Linked DNA regions of Mus musculus: region 2 is linked to region 1. A link is a contact called in public Hi-C data. All regions are on one chromosome and are shown on one strand. The core of a region is the stretch at or near the end of the contact, and the rest is flanking DNA. Distances in the headings are between cores, read along the strand shown. Region 1 has its middle 98 kb from the start of Gm46585. Region 2 overlaps Pde10a (phosphodiesterase 10A).

Evidence for each region. A called contact is a pair of places that touch in the nucleus more often than the background predicts.
Region 2: a Hi-C map of muscle stem cells shows a contact between it and region 1, with 2.6 times the contacts expected there. The contact joins two enhancer-like sites. A contact is called at or near these places in 5 of 484 Hi-C or Micro-C datasets (muscle stem cells, nephron progenitors, uterus and 1 more), 2 of 115 datasets of contacts at active chromatin or transcription factors (embryonic basal ganglia and neural progenitor cells) and 1 of 9 other capture datasets (liver).

The regions. Positions count from the first base shown.
Region 1 is chr17:8,633,493-8,640,988 of GRCm38.p6, reverse strand. It overlaps a transcript of Pde10a not described here. Among named protein-coding and RNA genes, the nearest start is that of Gm46585, 98 kb to the left of the region's middle. Within about 2 kb of position 6,243, at least 15 of the 459 cell types and tissues checked have an H3K27ac peak or open chromatin away from gene starts, as enhancers often do. A contact at or near this core is called in muscle stem cells, where this site is marked.
Region 2 is chr17:8,851,677-8,858,612 of GRCm38.p6, reverse strand. All of the region lies in intron 1 of Pde10a (phosphodiesterase 10A), which reads right to left. Among named protein-coding and RNA genes, the nearest start is that of Gm34321, 34 kb to the right of the region's middle. Within about 2 kb of position 2,027, at least 124 of the 459 cell types and tissues checked have an H3K27ac peak or open chromatin away from gene starts, as enhancers often do. A contact at or near this core is called in muscle stem cells, where this site is marked.

The DNA.
Region 1 (7,496 bases), core at 4,994-7,493:
CAATGCTTAAAACTTGTAGGAAGTTACTTCATCTCCTAGAGGTCACTTAAATGCCTCCTTCAGGGGTGGCGGGTGTTGGGGGGAACATTGGAGAAACCACAGGAAGCAGTATGTGGAAAGTGTCTGGCACCCGTCAGGTGTTTATAAAATAAACCACAGATGCCGTCACTTAAAATAGATTTTTTTTTCATTAAAATGTGATTTGTGGTATTCATTCAGTTTTCAGAACATCTCTTCCGAAGAGAACCACACAATTTGAATTTGGGAAAGAGAAAGCAAAACTAGCTATTTGCAACAAAAAGTTTTCATCTCAAAACACCAGGGAGCATAGAAAGTTCAAAGAGCTGTTGAGTGGGATAGCGGGAGTTGGAGAAGGTTTTACTTCAGGCAACAAGTATAAATGCAATTTACATAAATCATGAATGCAAAGATCAATAGCACGTTTCCCTCCCACGTCTATCCATGTTTATCTCAACCTGGCCTCTTGTGCAAGCTTCGAGCTTCACCTAACAGTATGTGCGTACAGATGGCAACCTGGCCCAGACCCTCTGACAATCACATCAGCCCACAAAAGCAGTTGATACCACCAACTATTTTTCAGAAGTTTGATAGCAGCTTGTATTTTTTCAGGACAACCTAGTGACAGTTTCTTATAGATTTTTAAAAAGCAACTTCAAGAGCTAGAGAGCCGGCTCAGCGGTTGAGAGCATCTGCTGCTCTTCCAGGGGACCCAGGGTTAGATCCACAGCTCTCATCTGTAACTCCAGGGATCCGACACCCTCTTCTGGTCTCTTTGGACATTGCATGCCGGTGGTGCACAGACATACTTTCAGGCAATAAGCATACACACAAAATAGTAAAATAATCCTTAAGCAACCTCATCGTCACCGATGCAATTTTTTGAGCACAGTTGCATACAGTGGCCGGATAGCTTTTCCATAATGAGAGATGCACATTGTCCTCCTGTGCTCTACTCCCTTTCTGCCACGGGGAGGACTCTGCTTGCCCTAAAGTGCTGACGGGCATGGCATGCTGCTCTGGTGAGCAAGCCTGACCTGCATTGCCAAGTGAGGCCTCTTTGTGGCTCAAGGGAAAGTGGCTTCTAATTGCACAGGAAGGGGAGGGGCACTGGAGGCCTGGCCTTAGCCATCACTCAGGCAAGTGGGTCTCAAGCTGTGTGGTCCCCACGCCCCAGTTTAGATCAACTGAACCAGGCCAGCTGCACTGCGGTTCGTTGACATTTGAAAAGCTAACACTGGGTGTTTCAGGGCATGTCCCTTACATTTAAGTCTTCAAGAACTTCCAATGGGCTCCTAGGGTCATCTGAGTGACCATGAAGGACAAAGAAGAAAGGCATACTGCCCAGAGTGTGGACAAGGTCCTCCCTCTTAGATCTAAGAGTAAGAGAGATGCTTCCCAGGGGCCCGAGGGACCATGGGGATCTTGTCCTGGCAATCCTACAAAGGTTGTCTTCAGGAGTGGTAGCAGACACAGCTGACTGCCCTATAACCACCACATCTGGAGGCCTGAGTTGCATCCATCCCAAGTTTGCATGTAGCAGCCACCAGCTTCTTGTCCTGTTCTCTCTTTACCATGTGATCTCTCTGTCTCTCTCTCTATCTCTGTGCCTCTGTCTCTTTGTGCATGTGTGTACGTGTGTGCATATGTATACATGCAAGCCTACCCACAAAACATTCACCAGTGTACACACGGTGAAGCCCAGAAGCTAACATCAGGATGTCTTCCTCAAACAGTCTCCACTTTCTGTGGAGAGACAAAGTCCCTCACTCAACCTGGAATTCACCATTTTGGTTAGACCACCTGGTCACCAAGTCCCACGTCACACTTGTGCAGCAAGCACTTGGCCCTTAATGACATTGTTACAGGTACATTCCCTTAAAAATTAATGAGTATGGGGCTGAAGAGATGGCTCAGTGGTTAAGAGCACCGACTGCCCTTCCAAAGGTCCTGAGTTCAAATCCCAGCAACCACATGGTGGCTCAAAACCACCCATAATGAGATCTGACTCCCTCTTCTGGTGCATCTGAAGACAGCTACAGTGTACTTAGATACAATAATAAATCTTTTTTTTTAATTAATGATTATAAGAAATGCTTATTTTTCTCAAAAGTCCCCAAATCTTACAGCTGATTAAAAGAAATAAAGTCATTGTTTACCAACTCCCAAGGGACGGGCCTTAGGCAGCTTCCATTCCCTGCTAGCCAAGGGCTGCTGAACATTATTGGGCCTCACCACATTGGCTTTTGAACATGGACTTCTCCTAATTTTCTTCACAGGCTACACTTCTTGAGTCACGGATTGATAAAATACCCGAAAAGTCTATTGTTCTTTACCAACCTAACTTTCTAGGTCCCAGGTACCTCACTTTCCAATGAATGTCTGGCCACCTGCATGCCATCACATCGTTTAAGATTAACTGGAAACCCCAATTCTTCATCCACTGCAGACACTGAGGAATCCTCTCAGCTGACTCTGGTAGGATGAAGTTACAGCTCCCCTGTGAAGGGGTTTGGGTTGCTAGACCCGAGCCCACTCTTGTACTAGCCCTTTGCAGAAGAGAAATGATCCAAATTATTATGAAGGTGTGAAGTTGTATCTGGAGTGGTCATGCTAGCTGAGAAGACACTCCCATGGCTGCCCCTGAGCCAGCGCTGCAGTAAAAGCACACGCTGCTCTTCAAGAGCATGTGTTATCCATGCGTGCTCATGTGCGCATGTTTACGAGAGTTCAGGCGCATGCGCATGGAAATGCATATGGAGGCCAGAGAACTACTTTGCATACATGCCATTCCTCAGGTGTTGGCTATCTTTATTTTTTTAAAGATGTAGGGATAATTTCAATTAGGAAATATTTTTTTTATTTATTTACATTTCAAATGTTACCTCTGCAGCCCCCCATCCCATCTCCTCTTACCCTGCTTCTATGAAGGTGTTCCCCCACCCACCTACTCACTCCCTATTTTTTTTAAGATGGTGGTCTCTCGCTGGCCTAGAGCTTTTCAAGTAAGCCAAGCTGGCCAGCCAGTGAGCCCAAGGATCCTTTAGCTCCACCTTCTTAGGGTTGGGCTTACAAGCCTACACCACCACACCCGACATTTTTATGTGGATGCTGAAGTTGGAACTGAAATCTTTCATGCTTGCGAGGCAAATACTTCATCAACTAAACTATCTCCCCAGCCCTCTGCAATTTACTGAATGAGATTTGGTGTGAAATATAAACAGAAAATTAGTACGTTTCTTGTGGACAAGTATCCCAAAGCACGGGGGGCGGGGCGGGGTGAGGAGGTGGGATCATTCTTTAGTAACCTAAGAAATCCATATGATTTATCTGCAGTCCCTGGGGCACACATTAAGGGAAGACGCTCTTGTGAAAGCCCGTGGGGGAGGGGGAAGGGGAGGGGAGGGGATGGAAATTAAAGGTACACTGAGTACCAGCTCCCCCTAGTCAGAATGGCTGTCACCAAAAAGACAACAAATGTTGGGTAGGATGGGGGGACTTTTATGCACTGTTGGTGGTGGGTGTAAACTATTGCACCCACTGTGAAAAATCAGAACAGAGCTTCCTCAAAAAATTAAAACTAGAGCCACCATGTGGCTCAGCCCGGCATATACCCAAAGGACTCTAAGCCAACAGCCACAGGGTTCTTGATTTCAACTCATTGCTGCCCCATCGCTAGGGAGTTAAGCCAGAAGAACAGGTTATATACACGATGGCATCTTATCTATACCTGAGCACTTGGTATCAGTTTCTGGCTTCTCCGATTTTGTAGAAATCATTTTCTCACTAAAATGACCTCCTTTGGCCCTCTATCTGGCCCTGCCCAGACTGGCTGACATTATTTACTGCATCCTTCTTGCTTGCCTCAGAACAGCCCTTCCCCCCACTTGCCAAGGTGCCCCCATTTGGTTGCTTCACTTAAGACACAAGCAAGCAGCTGAAACAAAACAAGAGAAAGGACCGACGGCAGTGCTAGGACAACAGGAAGCTAGGAGACCTCGGTGAACTGAAAACGTGGGAGCTCAAGCAAGCTGCTGCGCGTGTGCGAGCGTTGGTGTCTGTGCTTCTGACGAATCTCTGAAACTGGCCTTACAGTGCAAGCACCTGTCATCCTGAATGGTACATCAGTCGCAAGTGAGCAAAGAAGACTTGAGAGGACAGAGCCAAGCGGCTGGCCTGGCTCAACCTCCTAGCCTGACAGAGGACAGAATCCTGGTGCAAAGGCACCCTTCATTAGCCCACACTTGTGACTGTTTATGGAAGTGGATTTAGTATCCTCAGTTCCCTTATAAAGGCTGTGTTGGTGGCTTTTCTTGCTGGACTGTATTGGCACTGGGTTTGTGGGAGGAGGCTGGTTGGTGGGGGGAGCCTGGTTGGTGGGAGGAGCCTGCTTCTCTGGCCCCAGCCCAGGCTCCAAATCTGCCTTTCCTGATCTCTGCTGCCCCACCATCCCTCCAGACATCTTCTAACCCCCAACTTCGACAGCCACAGCCAAGAAATAGGAAGGGATAGCAACGAAGGCCACCAGCAGCCACTCAGGTGCATCGCCTAATTGAGGTGGGGCAGGTCCCACATGTAAGGGGCTGTTCTGGGATCTCCAGACTGGGCTATTGGAGATGTGATTGTGACAACTATCTGTGCTCTTTATGTCTTCTGGCCATCTTTCTTTCTGCAGAGCACTTACCTCTGAGGTGGGAAGGACTAGGCATAGCCTGTGCTGTCCACTTGTGGCTTCAGACTGTGCAGCTGCCTGCCAGTCACCACGGGCACAATTCCTGACTTGGCCCTAACCTGTTACTTAATCCTGCAGCACACCCCAGCAAGTGTGCTCAGTCGCTGCTTTGCAATCATGAATCATGTCCTCTCTCTTTAGGCTCAGTACCTCCAGTCGAGGTTCACAGAACCTCCAGTCGACGTTCTGTTGCTATCACCACAGTTTTGGGTTTCAATCCCCAGGATGTTAAGCAACAAAATTCAAGTTATCTTTGAAGAAACCTGAGACAATGTCTGTTTATTGTGTAAGGCTTGGTGTCTTTGCTGAATGGTGAGCCCAGACAGTGATCCACTAGGCCAAACTTTATTCAAAGTCCCCTGAGGTCCCCATGTGGGGAGGGACTATGCTGCCACCTGGATAAAGGAAAGGGAAGCTCTGGGGGCCTGGTGACCCAGGGTACTGCAAGGAGTCAAGGAAACTCCCTCTTCCCTCTGTATCTAGTTAATGTCCCCACACATGGCTCAAGGTACCAACCAGCTTCTTGCCCCTAAACATAAGGGCCAGGTGGCATTCATACTCTTTAGGATTCCATTTGACCAGTAAGTCTGGGGACATAGAGGGCCTGTGTGCCTAGCAACTCTGCTGGCCATCAGAGCCAACTAATTCAGCAGAGGGCCCTATAATGTATCTGTCTGTATATTGTAGGCAGGGGGCTTTATCCTAGGGACAGTACATACAGGAGGCAAGGTGGCCCAACATGGAACAAGAACAAACCGGGTGTCCATTAGCCCAAAGTCTGCCCAGGACCCAAGGTTCTGGTGCTACCTGGTGGACATCAGGCACGGCAGCACTACCTGCTGATGGCCGGCATCCTCCATTTGCTTCCAACAATATCAAATGATATGAGGACTGGGGCTGCTCTTTGTCTTGGCTCTTGGCTCAGATCCTCCCCCAAATGCTCTGGAGCAGGCTGGGAGGGTGTCATCATCCTTAGCTGCTCCCCACTTGGGGGCCCCAGTCCAAAAGCCTTCCTGGGTATCCAGACCTTGCACGCTGTGGCCACATTGTAGTGAAGGTGATGCCATTGCTGTCCTTGTCCTTGGACAGAAGGTCACCAGCCAGCCACTCTGGCTGGGGGCTGGAGATCAGAGCCCCTTGGAGGCAGTGCCCACCCAGAAGAATGGCCTGAGCAGAGAACAGCACCCAGGAGGGGGAAGAGAGATTCCATAGGGTGGAGTGGGGCAAACACAGTAGAAGAAAGGCAGGGCAGCATCAAGCCTAGAGGAAATAGAGACAGGACGACTTCCATTGACAAGGGCGACTCGATGGCCCCACAATACAACTTTCAATAGCAAAAAATAACCCTTCCTTTTGGCTGCTCAATATGGTCAGAAATAAATACTGGTGGAGTCAAATCAGTCCATCCTGAGCTATTTCATATTGCTCAGCCTGACTCAAGCCTTCCCCACAGCTGGTCACACTGCCCCATCACAGCAGTTGTGGCCTCCTCTCTATTAGGGGAAGTGCCCATCTTGTCACACTGCCGCCACATCCGCTCCGTCACCACTTGGCCCCTATGAGGTGCTGGCTGCATTTCTGTGGCTATTGTTGCTCTTGCTGCTGAGGTTCCTGGACTGGAGAGCACTGTAGGTCATCCAAGGACCCAGAGGCCACTCCCTGCTCAGGCGTAGCCCAACATAGAAGTCATTCTGATTTTTATTTATTGCATATGCATGCATGTTAGTGCATGTAAGTGCCCATCTGTGTGCATGCATACATGTGTGTATGTAAATGTATATGTATATGTCTGTGTATGCATGTTTGTATGTACAAGTGCTCATATGTATGTATACATGTATGTGTATGTATATGTATGTCATGTTTGTGTATGCAAGTGCCCATCTGTGTACATGTATGTATGTATATGTACATGTATATGTGTATATGTATGCATATTTGTATGTACAAGTGCCCATGTGTGTGCATGCAAGTACGTGTATGTATCTATGTGTCATGTTTGTGTGTACAAGTGCCCATGTCTGTGTATGCATGTATGTATATGCATACATATATATGCTTTCATATATAGGTGCCTCTGTGTATGTGAGTGTGTGTGTGTGTGTGTGTGTGTGTGTGTATGTGTGTGTGTGCATACTCATACACAGCAGAAAACAACCTCAGCTCTCATTCCTCAGGTACTATTTACTTTGATTTTTTGAGGCCATGTCTCTCATTAGCCTGAAACTCTGGCAGGATTTCATGTGTGTAGCACCACACCCAGCTACTTCCTCCTGGGTCCTCAGTGACCAGACTCATGTTCTCGTTCGTGATTGACAGGCAAACACGTCACAGACTAAGCCTTTTACACAGAAGCCGTTTAAATACTCTCAGACACATCTCAAGCAGCCCTCTATGCACGGCTAGTCAGCACTGACCCTGCCCCTCTTGTGGTGCACTGACCTGTCTGAGATGACATTTGTCTTCCTCAGCAATTCTCAGATCCCAGGAGGGAGGAGTGGGGTCTCCATGGCAGCCAGTAGATGCTCTGCCGCTCTGCCCTGCAGGCTTTGTTCCCACTTCTGGACACTCTGACATTTTTAACACTCTGGGATTAACTTTAAGTCAATGCCAGCTTGTGTACAGGTTACCGTCCACGTGGGTGTGTCGTCACTGACACCACCGGCCCAGGCGAGAACCAAGATGCTGCCATCTGTTTGGTCCTCAGAAACACCGTGTTTTAGCGGTGTTTGGGGGAGGCAATGGT
Region 2 (6,936 bases), core at 778-3,277, 220 kb before region 1:
GTTGCCAATCTGACCACGCATGCCAGCGCACTTGGGCACTTCTCTCCAAACTGTTGAAGCCCAAACAATACAGACTTCTTCAAATATGAATGCACAGCTGTACCACCTGAATATGTCTATACAGAAGCTCACTCTGCTTCCCAGACAATGTGAAATGACAATGAATTTCTCATCAGTCCGGCCTTGGATGCTCGCTGTGCTTGTGTGGGACCTCACATGCACAGCCAGCACGTGCTAGGACAACAGCACATGCTAGGACAATATTAGATATTCCTTTGCCCACTCACTCCTTTATGGTTCTACCATTTTAGGTTAAAAGGGTGCTGGTTGGGGCTGGAGAAGTAGCTCACTGGTTAAGAGCACTGCTAGCTCTTCCAGAGGACCCAAGTTCTAGTCCCAGCACTCACATGGAGGCTCACAACTGCCCACAACTCCAGTTCCCTGTGCCCTCTTCCATCCCCCATGGGCAGTAGGCAAACATGTGGTATACTGGACTGCTTGCAGACAAAACACTCATGCATATAAAAATATTTTTAATTTTTAACTGTGTGGCTATACTTTTGAGAAGGTTTTTATTAATTCAAAGGTGGATGGCAAAAGTAAGGAAACTGAGGTCATATGGATTGCTCCATGGTGGGGAATCTGTCTAGCCTGTGCAAAACCTGGGGCTAAGTACCCAGCACCATAGACAGAAAAATGGAAAGATGAGGGGGAAGGTGGTGGTAAGGAAGGGGAGGAAGGGACATTTTCTGGATGTCTCAACTTCAGAACCTCTGCAATGTGGTATGAACTGTATGTTAACTAGAAAACAAAGGGAAGGGAGGGAGCCTGTGAAACAAGGCTGATCATGAGCACCAAAAGAAAAACACCGGTATGGTTAAAGCACGGGCTCCAAGTGTACGTTTAAAGAGCCCACTGAGTAGCACATGCTTGGAAATGTATAGGCCTATTCTATCTTGTTTTGGTTTTCACTCCAAACTACAGACTATAAAGAACAATAGATTATTTTGACTATGCTTGAAGAATTTGGGTTTTCAGTTCTATACAATGGAGCTTAAAGTGCGATCTTTAATTACTGGGGAATGTATTTAAGGTGTTCACAGAGTCTAGAAGGGGTTCAGATAAAGAATGCAGAGGCAAGGGGTACTTATGTACAGGGACATTCTACTGGCTAACAGAATCCGCTCATTTATTTGTCCCCCCCCCCCAAATATCCTATAAAAATTACTGCCTCCATTATATGGAGGAGAAAGCTGAAGGGGAAAGAAATTCAACCCCAAGCATCTGCTTTCCGACCTCAGGGTAGCCACAGGGAGAGATGCTCAATGAATCAAACTGAACCATGGTACACAGTCAAAGCAAACAGGAGGGACGCAGCCTTTGGCTTTTCCCTCGGCATCCTCTGCGTGAACATGTGTGCCCATTGCAAGAACACAACTTCCTTTTCCTCTATCTTAATACGTACATCTGAGGCCATTGCAGCTGTGAGGGTGACACGGGCTTTTTATAACTATTTCCCCTCAAAATATTCAAATCAAAATAAACCAGAAAATGAGACTGAGTTGCTTTCCCAGATATGTTTCTCCACCTTACTCCTCTGGGCCACAAAGGTGAATAAGCACAAGGGCATTCTGAAGTGGGAGAGGAGGAGTAGAGGGTGGCCTGGAGCACTTGAAGTCACAGGACCATATCTAATTCTTCGTACAACACTAGTCGGGTGGCAGACACTCACACCTAGCCTTCCTGTACCTAAGCCCTGGTGACCAGCACAGAGGGCTTTTTTTCTGCAGCCCCAAATCCAGCCGAACAGATGCCCAACCTTTCCCTCCACAGAGTTTTCAAAGTGTCTTTGTTTCCCCTTCAAGGAAGAACCTCAAATGTGGAGGCTGCAGTTTTGTACTGGAAACAAAGTGGGCGTGGCGGTGGGCGTGGCGGTGGGCGTGGCGGTGGGTGACGGTGCAGAAATTGTCTGTGGCTGGCTTTTCTCTGTGCAACCAGCCCTGCTGTAAACCTCTGACCCAGCTGTTCTCTGACATCTAAAGCCCAGGTTTCCCAATAACAAGCAACACAGCTGTACAGAACGGTCGCCAGAGACTTGAACTGCCGCTAGCGTTACTCATCCGGCCCTGCCCTGCCCTGCAGTGTTGGCCAAAAGGCGGTGTCAAGTTCACCTCACCCTTGGGACTCACAAAATGAACAGCTCAAACAACTCATCACAGGACATCTAAAATAAACAGCTTTAAGTAGCTGGTGATATACCATAGCCTGATTCACATTCAGAATGTTATCTGCCCCACCCCCACCCCTGCCCCAGCCTTGTCTTTAATGGGTTTTATGCTGTTTATAAAAAGAAACTAAAATCTACAAAACTGACGCCCCCCCCCCCCAAACACACACCATCTCAATTTAATGTCTAATTTATCTTCATTCTGAAGAGATAAAATATCCATCTGGAAGTACAAAGAGACAAGACGGTTTTGCCACACACAAAACCATTGCCTGTGACATAATTGAAAATGCCCTCGGAAGGCTAGCGATCTCAAAGTGAAGCCTCTAACATGAGAAGGAGCACAAACTTGGGAGGCTGCTACAAACTTAAGCAGGAGCCATGGATACAACTCAGGCAAAGAGTGAATGGTAAACCCACAGAGTGTCACGTGTTGTGAAATACAGTATTCTCAGGGTCTCCGAATATCAGTCCATGGATTCCTCCTCACAGAAAAGAAAAGAAAAGAAAAGAAAAGAAAAGAAAAGAAAAGAAAAGAAAAGAAAAGAAAAGAAAAGAAAAGAAAAGAAGAATACCTTTACCTTTACCATGGAGGCATATGGCAAACACCGTCTCAACCTAGAGCAAATTTAGCATCACCCAAAATAGAAATGACATTATGTGATAGCGCGGCAATCTTCAGAGCTGAGCCACATTCTCCCGCATGACTTGAAAGAGATGAGCACTGACGGGGTGGCGGAGGTGAGCCTGCCGTGGGAAGATGATCAGGACCCTGGAGTTGTTGCTTGTTATTCGCTATTCAGAGATGCTGAACGGCTGCCTCAAAGACTGGCCTCAGGAGATGAGCAAAGCTAGCACCCGGTTCTAAAGCCAGCATAACCCGGTGACCCCAGCCACCACTGGGCTGCCCCTTAAACTCTGATTACCTCCTTAAAGGCTGAGCACTGTGTCTTGCCCCTTGGTTCTACAATTTGCTATCTCATGCTATAGCCCTGGCGTGAGTGAGTAGTGAGTGGTAGCCAAGCTTCTGCCTTGAATCTGCTCTGCCACAGCCCTTACTCTGCTACCTTTAAACTCATCCTAATACAAATTCTCGTGACTGCAATGGAGCCAGAGTATAATCTGAATGGCCTCAATCCCAGATCCCAATAGCGTCTTTGCTTTCCTTTGAAGGCTCATACATAGCTCAGCACTTACTAGAGTCTACATTTCCCTCAGCCTCCTGATCCTTCCAAACTCTACTAGAATGGCCCACCAAGTTCTGCTCAGTCTACAAAAGCATCTCTGTCCCATAGCTCCAAAGTCTTTCACCTCCCTCTCAAAAGTCAGTTCCAAAGAACATGTTCACCTCTACTTGCTGGCACCCACGTTCTCTATTAGTGACTGTTCTCATTGTAGCATCAAAATACCAGACAAAAGTGACTTAAGAAGCGAAGGGCTTCTTTCCCTGATAGTGACACTGTGTACCACAAAGGGAAGACCTGGCAGAGGATCCCATTGCATCCAGAGCCAGGAAGAATCGATCAAGGGACGCTTTTGCTCAGCTTGCTTTCTCCTTTCTCTTCAGTTTTGAACCCCAGTCTGTAGAAAGGTACTACCCACAGTTAGGGTGTGTTTTTCCCACCTCACTTAACATAAGTTAGATACCTCCTCAGTATGACCAGAGATTTCCTTCTATTCTAAATTCCATCAAGCTGATGATCAAGATGAACAGACAGATGGCTAAAGATCAATTATATAGATGGCTTTCCACATCCTTAACAGAGATACGCCTGTAGAATAAATCTAAAAGCCTGTTACCATTGTATTATTCTTGTAGTCATTTCGATGAACAAAATCAATCACAGGAAATGTTTCCTCATGCTCTGCTATGACATCAGATGGAAGCCAGGGCTCATTGTAATCAACTTTTAACACCCAGACCTATATCATAGGATACCCGAAGGCCTGCTCAATGACTCTAATTAACATGTCTGTCTTAATCAGATTAGTCTGCTAGGACGAAAGCCTTCATAGCTGGGTAGTTCGATAGTCAAATGAAATGGCTGTTGACAGTTCTGGAAGCTTAGAAATCCAAGCTCAATCCAAGTACCATCACACCTGTTCCTGGCAGAATGCTATTCCTGCATCCTTGCCTGGTAGAAGAGGATGGCAGCCTCTCTGGGGCCTCTTTCCAGGGTATCAGTTCCACTCCTGAGAGAGGCATCTTCATGACCTTCACCTCCCAAAGAGCCCACATTTTTGTGCCAGGGACTTGGGAGATTGTTGTTCCACACGTGGGTTTGAAAGAGCTCACATGTGTTTATATCACAGTACTGTCCCAAGTTCTACACCTGATTTCCCTCCAAAGCCTCGTCTTGGGGTTGTATGAGCCTCCATAGGCATGTTTTTCTAAAGGCATGCCCATCAGGAAGTCTGGTTTACTATGCCTTTAAATGTATCTACACCCCCCCTCCCCAATCTCAGTGGCCCATGGCTTCTGCTAGAATCCAAGTCACCACCTGTCCTTGCCGGTCGCCAGCCTCCAACTTGTCTACTTCCTGTTCTTACCCTTCTACTCCTGTTCAGTGGATGGTACAATCTTAGTAAGTGATGAAGCCACTTCTCAAGACCCTCGCATGACTCCCTGTCTTGACAGAGTGAAAACAGAGTCCCTAGAGTCACCTCTCGCCAGTATGACTTTTCCTGGAGCCTCTGAATATTACAGCCATGCTCACTGGTACAAGTTTGTGCTCTCTGCTTCTCCCTCCATAGGACCTGCCTCCTCAACCTCCTGCCTGCCTCACCTGAACTGAATCTCAGCTCAGACTTCACCATTCTATTTGAGCCTTTTGAAATAATTAAAATTATAACTATATTCTATATCCTTACCATGAGTCTAGTATATCATCTGTATATCTTACTGATTATTTCTATATTTCCCTCTTTCCCTAACAAATATCAAGGAAGTGAGACTATATATATGTGTGTGTGTGTGTATATACATATATATGTATATATATATATATAATGTACATATATTATATACATGCATATATATGCTCACTGCTTTGTTCCCATTCCTAAAAAACACGCTTATCAGAAAATCAGCACCAAAAAATAATCTTCTGCTCAAACAAAAACATAACATACTGCACATGTATGCTCATGCACGCACACACACACACATACATGCACACACACACACATACATGCACACACACACATACATGCACACACATACATGCACACACACATACATGCACACACATACATGCACACACACATACGTGCACGCACACACACATACATGCGCACGCACACACATACATGCACACACACACATACATGCACACATACATACATGCACACACACACACACAGGTGCTATAACAGGCCATGAATTAGGAAAGCATATCCCATGATGACATTTTTCTTAACAGCTAGTTCCTTCTAATACAGAGTTCTACAAAGCATAAATCCATTCTTAAATGCTGAGTTAGTCACAAAGTTACCTCAATTCTTAAATTACATACATGAGTGTAAATCAAATTCAACAATGGCTGTACTTGTAAACAAATATTTCCCCACTTAGAACTCAGATCTTAGTCCCAAGAGCATTTTCTCCATTTAGGTGACCACAGCTGATTAGCTGTGACGTGAATGCATTTATTAACCTAAAGGGCTCCCTCAACTGAAATGTGGCACAAGAGAATCAGGAAACATGGCACAGTACAGAAGTAAACCCAGGAGCTAGAGAAAGTATCCAAGGAGCTAAAGAGATCTGCAACCCTGTAGGTGGAACAACATTATGAACTTACCAGTACCCCGGAGCTCTTGACTCTAGCTACATATGTATCAAAAGATGGCCTAGTCGGCCATCACTGGAAAGAGAGGCCCATCGGACACACAAACTTTATATGCCCCAGTACAGGGGACCGCCAGGGCCAAAAAAAATGAGAATGGGTGGGTAGGGAAGTGGGGGGGAGGGTATGGGGGACTTTTGGGATAGCATTGGAAATGTCATTGAGGAAAATACGTAATAAATAAAAAAAAAAAAAGAAGTAAACCCACCCTAAAGAGTGACTGCTACGTTACACATTTCTCTATAACTCAATAACCACGGACATGATACCAAACTAAACTAAAACAGAAAAGACAAAGTCAGGATGATCGCAGGTCTCCATATGGTTTTAGACTGTATCCTTCATGGTGCCTTAAGTCCAATCAGCTATGATAGAGTGCAAACAGAAGCCAACAGAAGAAAAGACCTGGAAGCTATTTTTACAGAAAAGAAAAAGCAACAGGCTGGCTGTATGCAGCCTACATGCCACAGTAAGGTAGCTGTCGCCTACAAACCAAGCAAGCGCAGGCGGTCCCACGGCACAGCTGCCACTCAACAGGCGTGTCTAACAACCTATTCTATTTCCTTCTTGTCCTTTGCTGAGAAAAAGAGCTTGCTGGTTTGATCTTAAGATGCCAATATAAGCTTTATCAATTATACAATCAATTATACAATGAATTATATTTGAGGATGGTATAATTTGTTTCTGACTTGTTATTCACGTCTGCTCTCATTATTTCCAGATCGGCGAGGGAAAAAGCATCAAGACACAAATGATACCACATAGCTCCAGAAAGGAGGACTTGGAAGACCTAGACGTAATGTGCTAGCAGTTCACTGTCTAAATTTCTTCTGAATCAAAGAAAATCAGAAGCAAGTATAGATA